Regions from separate parts of the Cricetulus griseus genome. Here region 1 is linked to region 2. Evidence: chromatin contacts called from public Hi-C data. All regions are on one chromosome and are shown on one strand. The core of a region is the stretch at or near the end of the contact, and the rest is flanking DNA. Distances in the headings are between cores, read along the strand shown.

Region 1 (3,627 bases), core at 412-2,911, 460 kb after region 2:
CCTAGATACTATCTCCCCCTCCCTCCCTTCCTCCCTCCCTCCCTCCCTCCCTCCCTCCCTCCCTCTCTCCCTCCCTTCCTCCCTCTCCTTCCCTGTACTTTCCAATGCTGGGAATCAACCCCAGAGCCTTGCACAGTCTAGGCAAGCGCTCTGCCTCTGTGCTATACATACTTGATTGGCAAGTACTTGATTAAAGGTGTATTTGTATCAGCATCACCACAACACATGACCAATACATTGTGCTATGACTTTAGGGTGGCTATTGCATCAGAGGTGACAGGGTACGCTCAGCTCCATTCTGATCTTCTGAGACCATGTGCATATGTACTGTTTGCTGATGGCTGGATTGTCACGCCACACATGCCTGCACTTAGAGCTGAACTGGTGCGACTGCTGGGGTTTGCTTTAAAATAGCCCAGTGTGGTTGTGGAATCAGGTTGGTGGGGCACAGATGAGAGAGAGGCCACATACATGGATGTTAGCTGGGCTTATAACACCTAGGGAGGGTGTCAACATTGCACATTCCTTTCTGATTCTGTGTGTTTTCTTTCATTATAAAAAGTGAGTGAGGCCATTCACTTTCACATGTGAAAGTCAAGCACATTCCTGTGAAAGTAAATGTGTAGAGATAGTGCAGACATGCATCCCGAGAAAGGCTCATGCTGACACTAAACTCCAAAGCTGATGGACCCCAGTCTTCTGGAAGCAGGGGGGGGGGGGGGAAGACACGATGCTCTCCTGACAAAACACTGATGTGCTGGGTTCAATTCTAGCTGTAGCCTACTGGCTTTGCCTCCTTGAGCTCATCTCTTACCTCCAAACACCTCCAACGCCCAGTGTCCTTACTTACCTGTGAAGCAGAGACAGTAATTGCATTATCCATATAGAAGTTGCTGTGCTAAATGAAGCCATGCACAAAAATCACCACTGTCTGCCCCAACCAAATCAAGTGTTCAATGGCAGTGTGGATGTTTTATTTCTGAACAGAATGGTCACAAGAAACGAGGACAGGACTAGGGTGTGTAGTGTGACAGAAGGCAAGAGAGAACAGATGCAAGTGGCAATGGTGCCACCATGGAATCAAGGAATCTGATGCCTTCATCAGTTTAGGTCATCTGGAGGTCAATGATGACATCATTGTGTTCGACTCATGAAGACGTGTAGAATGCAACCAGACGACAGAGAACCGAAGCTAGAAACACTAGTGGCAACGAGAACAGTGGAAGCCGTGTGCTTCCTTATTAGGCGACGTAAGGAACCAGGCAGCTATTGGTAGAAGGTTGAGGGGCAGGACCTCCTCTCCTTAGCCAGGGTGTGTGTGTAGGGGGGGGGGGCTGGTCCTGCAGCAGGCTCTGGAAAATCCTGGAAATTGATTGACAGTGCAAGAAGCTTGACAAATAAAACTGAGGAAGGAATCTGGATTCCTGAGGTCTGGGTGCAAGGGTGTTTGAGCACAGCTCTGGCTGTAACATGATGGACAGAGCAGGCCCTGAGGAGAACGGGGTGGGGTTCCCTTAGTGTCAGACGGGCAAGCAGGTGGCGGTCTCTCCTCTGTCCTGCTGAGGAGAATGTTCTGTGGCCTTTGAAGTCACCTTCTTTTATGTGACAGGAAAAGTGTGAATTAATCTGCTCCCTGTGGGCCGTGGTGGAATAGAGCCCCCCAGCTGCTGGAGGTGGAACTGCAGATGTCTGATTTTAGAGCTGGAAGGAGCCCTGCCCCCAGGCCGAGGGGAAGGAGACACAGTGCAAAGCGAAGAGGCCGTGATGAAGTGTTAGAATGGGAAGCGTTTTTTTGTAATCACTGCTCTCTTCTCTCTGCTCATCTTTATTTCCATTCAGCCTCACGCCATGTCTGAGTCTCATCCTAATGTTAAGGTCAAACTGCTGGTTAAGACAGGGAAACCTGTATCTGGGAAGGTATTCATTTGCTCTGTGTTAAAGTATACTCCAGATCTCATGGCCTTCTGATAAGGTTAAGAGTTGGGAAGAATACACTGACATCTACATGTGTCTAAATTATTCTCTCTGTTTCTCTGCCTGCTCCTTAACCCTCCCTTACCCCTGAAAATGCAACAAATGGCCTTATGTACAGGCGCATGCCTTTAATCCCAGCACTTGGAAGGCAGAGGCAGGCGGATCTCTGTGAGTTCGAGGCCAGCCTGGTCTCCAGAGCAAGTGCCAGGATAGGCTCCAAAGCTATACAGAGAAACCCTGTCTTGAAAAACCAAAACCAAAACCAAAAACAGAAAGAGAACCCTCTAAATTGCAGCCCCAACTCTTTTTACTTAAAATTTTGAGACAATGTCTCACTAAGTTGCCAAGGCAGGTCTTGAATTTTGCTTTCTACTATGGTAGCTTCCCAAGTAGCACAGATTACAAATCTACACCAGCTTTGGATCTCTTTTAAATCAAAATCATGGCTTACCTATGCTTTTTTCCCTAAATATTCATGCCCTTCCCCTGGATAGAAGGCTGGCTGGGGACACAAGGACCATATCATATGTCTCAGTCTCTCTCATAACTAGTTTGATATAAGTAGGAATGAAGGAATGTGAGAAGAAAATAGTGATTCTAAGTTTCTGGGGCGGGCGGGGGGAGCTTTCTAGAAAGACAGTGTATACCTTGTTCTACCCTGCTATTTAGAATTTGAGTCTAGCCTTCATCTGGGCTACAAGGACAATAGCCCAAACGTGAGATGAGACAGTGAAGCTGAAATTAAGAAATGGCACAGAGACACATTTGAGTGGCACCCTCTAGCCTTGAATTTGTTATAGGACGAGGATAGAATATTTTTGCAAAAGCCTTGTGACCTGTACCTATTGTCCCAGCTGTTTGGGAGGCTGAGGCAGGAGGATCACTTGAGCACAAAAGCTGGAGACTAGTCTGGGTAACAGAGTGAGAACTATTTCATAAGCAAAACCAACACTAACAAAACTTCTTTCTTTTCTTTTCTTTTCTTTTCTTTTCTTTTCTTTTTTTCACACAGTATTTCTCTGAGTTGCCCTAGTTGTCTTGGAACTCAAGTCTGTAGGCCAGGCTGGCCTCAAACTAAAGGTGTATACCACCACCCCTGCCTCAAAAAGCTCTATTTTTATGCTACGATTACTTCAGGATTGCAGCCAAACCTTACTTATTAAGTATGAAATTAACAACTTATTGGGGAACATAAAAAAGTGGTGATATTAGCAAGATAATAATAATAATAAACTCAAAGAACCAATATTTAGCTAAATTATCATCAATTAGACAAAACCTATAAAAAATCTCTACTTTTTCAGAAAAATAGACCTAGCTGGCCAAGAACTCACTATTTAAGCCAGGATGACCTGGAATTTGCAGAGACCCATCAGCTTCTGCTTCCCAAGTGCTGGGATTACAGACATGTGCCATTCAAACTGCCCATCCCTAACTCAGGAGCTATATCCAGTTGATAGACCTGTAAGGAAAAATTACTCCTTCCCAATGGAGTCTCACTAGGTGTACTGCCCAGCAATAGATGGCCAACACAAAATGAACTCAATGGTGTTTTTGTAAGTTTCTTGTCCCATAATGCTTTGTTTGAGCATACATTTTATTCTTTCTTTCTTTCCTCCTTTTGCACACATGTTGTGGTTTCCATTACATTTT
Region 2 (3,187 bases), core at 66-2,565:
CGCTGCCTAAAATGCTTGGGGCTGACAATCCAGGTTCTTTCCCTCGATGAGGTTTCAATTCAGGCAGGAATCAAATGTGTCTTCTGTCTTAGGAGTTCTTTCTGTCAGGTATGAAAAATGGGCAGAGTGAGAAAGGACCTGAGGACACAGAAGTCAGGTATCAAGCCACTTAAGCCCCATGACCGCACCTGTCTTCGAAGCCTACTGGTCGGGGTATGCTTCGCACAGCAGTTCTGTGTGTGCTAAGTGGTACAAGATTGTTTTTTCATTCCTTCCCAAGAGTACTGACAGAGCATTTTTTAAAACATACTTTTTAAATATGTCTCTTACACTCAATCTTCTACTACAAAAAATTAAAGTCTTATCTAATCCTTTAAAAATCTCTTATGCTATTGATTTTAAAAAATGCCTTCTTCTATTGGGCAAGTTGAGTGTCTGGGAGGTAATCTGAATGTACATCCTGATTCAACAGGACTACTGGAGCTAATGACGTTAAACCGTGTGTGTCCTTTGACATCTAAGGTGTGATTTTTATTCTATGAAAATCACATCTACTTGAGTCAATGACTGCATGGCATTCCCTAGAGTTTTCCATCCTTCCTGCCCAAAGCCAAAGAGATGTGTACACTGCCTGTGCACCTTTGAAGTCCATCAGTTTAAATCTGTCGGAAGGACTGTTTAACCCTCTTTTCAGCTCAGAGGCTTTGATGTTGGCCAAATAACAGATCCAGTCTGACTTTTTTCTGTGGACCAGGTTTCTCCCTTATGCTGCCTGCAGCCTGGGTTTTTATTATCTACACTAAGAAGTCTCCAAAAAACAAAGCATTTTTCAGGATGAGTTTGTTTTTCAAGAACAATAAGCTAATTTTACTGACGTTCATGCCTTCTGACACCCCAGTGTCCAGTATACTGTTAATGAAAAGTGAGAAGTGGACAAAAGTATCAGATTTTGATATATGTCAATTGTCTATTGTGTCCTGGCCCTGGATATAAATAGCCTGAAGACTTTGTAGTTGGTGCAGATGAGCGATGACATAAGGAGACCTCCTCTCCACCCACAACCCCACCCAGCAGCAAGAATAGACCCCTGATGTTTGCATTCTTTAAGCCAGCCCTTGCCTAAAGTTCACCCCTTCCTGCAATTCGGCTCAACTGTGTAGCACATGTCGACCCTGCGGTAATGAATCGGCAGAAGCCTAATTCTCATGATGATTAATGGGGCTTCTCAGATGCAGCCCATTATTTCATCCAAAGTTAAAAGAGTGATTCATCATTAATCACTGTAAGAAATGGGCTCCGTGACTCATAATTCTGGGCCAGCCCATTTCCTTAAGGGTCCTTCTTGCCTTTTGTTATTCCAGAAGTAGCACAGTCCACAGCCTCACGCTGCCTGCTCTCAGACATGCTCATTTGCTGATTAATTTTCTTTAGAAGTCATATACCTCAAGGATACTTACTGAAACTGAAAGCCCTCTGAAGAATCCTTCTGTTTTCAGATACCAGGATCCAACTGGCCTCAGTTCATCTGAGTTAAAACAAACATATACACTCAGAGACTGACAAATCCATTCCAAGTCTGTAGTCCTCCTTGGTGTGTTGTGGCCCCATTATACTACAGCATTTGGAGGTGGGCCACTGAAACAGACTCCAGCCCCTTACTTGCCTCTGCACTCTCATTCCTCGTCCCAATTGGTCCACCACAAGAATCCAGGGAAACCAAGCATTGATGTAGTCAATGTCATTTCAGGCCCCTGAACAAAATGGTGTCACCACTTTTTATGTGGAACTTTACACAGCATGACTGGCCAGCATGTTCTCTGATGCTGCCTGAAGAAGTTACTTTTCTTATTTGCGATGGCCAAATACTTGACAAGAGTCAACTTAAGGGAGGAAGAGTGAGGACTCAAGGTTTGAGGGGACATTGTCATTATAGTGGGAAAGTCATGGAGGCAAGGAGGGTATGGTTGGTGACTGAGAAGTAGAGAGCAGCTGAGAGATGGTTCAGAGATTAAGAGTACCGGCTGTTCTTCCAGAGGTCCTGAGTTCAATTCCCAGTAGCTACATGGTGGCTTACAACCATCTGTGATGAGATCTGATGCCCTCTTCTGGCATGCAGGTATGAGTGCAGAGAGAATACTGTATACATAATATGTAAATAGGGGCTGGAGAGATGGCTCAGAGGTTAAGAGCACTGACTGCTCTTCCAGAGGTCTTCAGTTCAATCCCCAGCACCCACATGGTGACTTACAACCATCTGTGATGAGATCTGGTGCCCTCTTCTGGCCTGGAGGCATACATGCAGACCAAACACTGTATACATAATAAATAAATAAATCTTTAATAAATAAATGAATACACCTTTTAAAAAAAGAAGTGTAGAGCAGACAGGAAGTGATGCTGGACTATGAGATGTCAAGACCTGATCCCAGTTCCATACTTCCTTCAGGAAAGCTCTACCTCCTAAAAGTTCCAGAAACCTTCTTAAACAATGGCATCAACTAGGGATGAGGTGTTCAAACACATGAGCTTGTTAATACTCTGGCCTCTCCAGAATTGGAAGAAAAAACACTTTTGCCAGCATAAGGGGATGAAAGTCTTGTATGGTGGTTTGAATAAGAGTAGCCCCATAGGTTCATATATTTGAGTCAACAGGAATGGTGCTATTTGAAAGGATTAAAAGGATGAGGAGGTGTGGCCTTGTTGGAGGAAGTGTGTCATTGGGGTGAGCTTTGAGGTTGCAAAGGCCCATGCCATGCCCAGAGGCTTCCTGTCTCTACCTCTGGATCAGGATGTCACCCTCAGTTACTGCTCCAGCACCTGCCTGCATGAATCCATGCTCGCCACCATGATGATAAGGAACTAAACCTCTGAAACTTCAAAGAAACCATCCAATTAAATGCTTTCTTTCATAAGAATTGTCTTGACCATGGTGTCTCTTCATAGCACCAGAACAGTGTCTAACATAAATTTCCTATGCTGCACCTCCACCCTGCACTGCCTCTTGAGGCAGCAGGAACACCATGCAGAAGCTCTTTTGGCAGCAGGGGTACCACATAGAAGAGCTAACAGCTTCATTGCAGGCACTCCATCTTTTCATCTTCTTTTCTTCCACCAGAGTCCTTTCTCCTTTCATGATTCTTTACTCTTTCACGCTCCCCTTTTTATGTCTCCTATTTTACCCCTTAAG

Evidence for each region. A called contact is a pair of places that touch in the nucleus more often than the background predicts.
Region 1: a Hi-C map of liver shows a contact between it and region 2, with 5 times the contacts expected there. The contact joins two enhancer-like sites. A contact is called at or near these places in 5 of 8 Hi-C or Micro-C datasets (the CHL-YN cell line, the CHO-K1 cell line, fibroblasts and 1 more).

What each region holds. Positions count from the first base shown.
Region 1 is chr2:152,105,035-152,108,661 of CriGri-PICRH-1.0, forward strand. No RefSeq gene overlaps it. Among named protein-coding and RNA genes, the nearest start is that of Chd7, 20 kb to the left of the region's middle. Within about 2 kb of position 1,662, at least 4 of the 6 cell types and tissues checked have open chromatin away from gene starts, as enhancers often do.
Region 2 is chr2:151,649,471-151,652,657 of CriGri-PICRH-1.0, forward strand. No RefSeq gene overlaps it. Among named protein-coding and RNA genes, the nearest start is that of Chd7, 440 kb to the right of the region's middle. Within about 2 kb of position 1,316, at least 3 of the 6 cell types and tissues checked have open chromatin away from gene starts, as enhancers often do.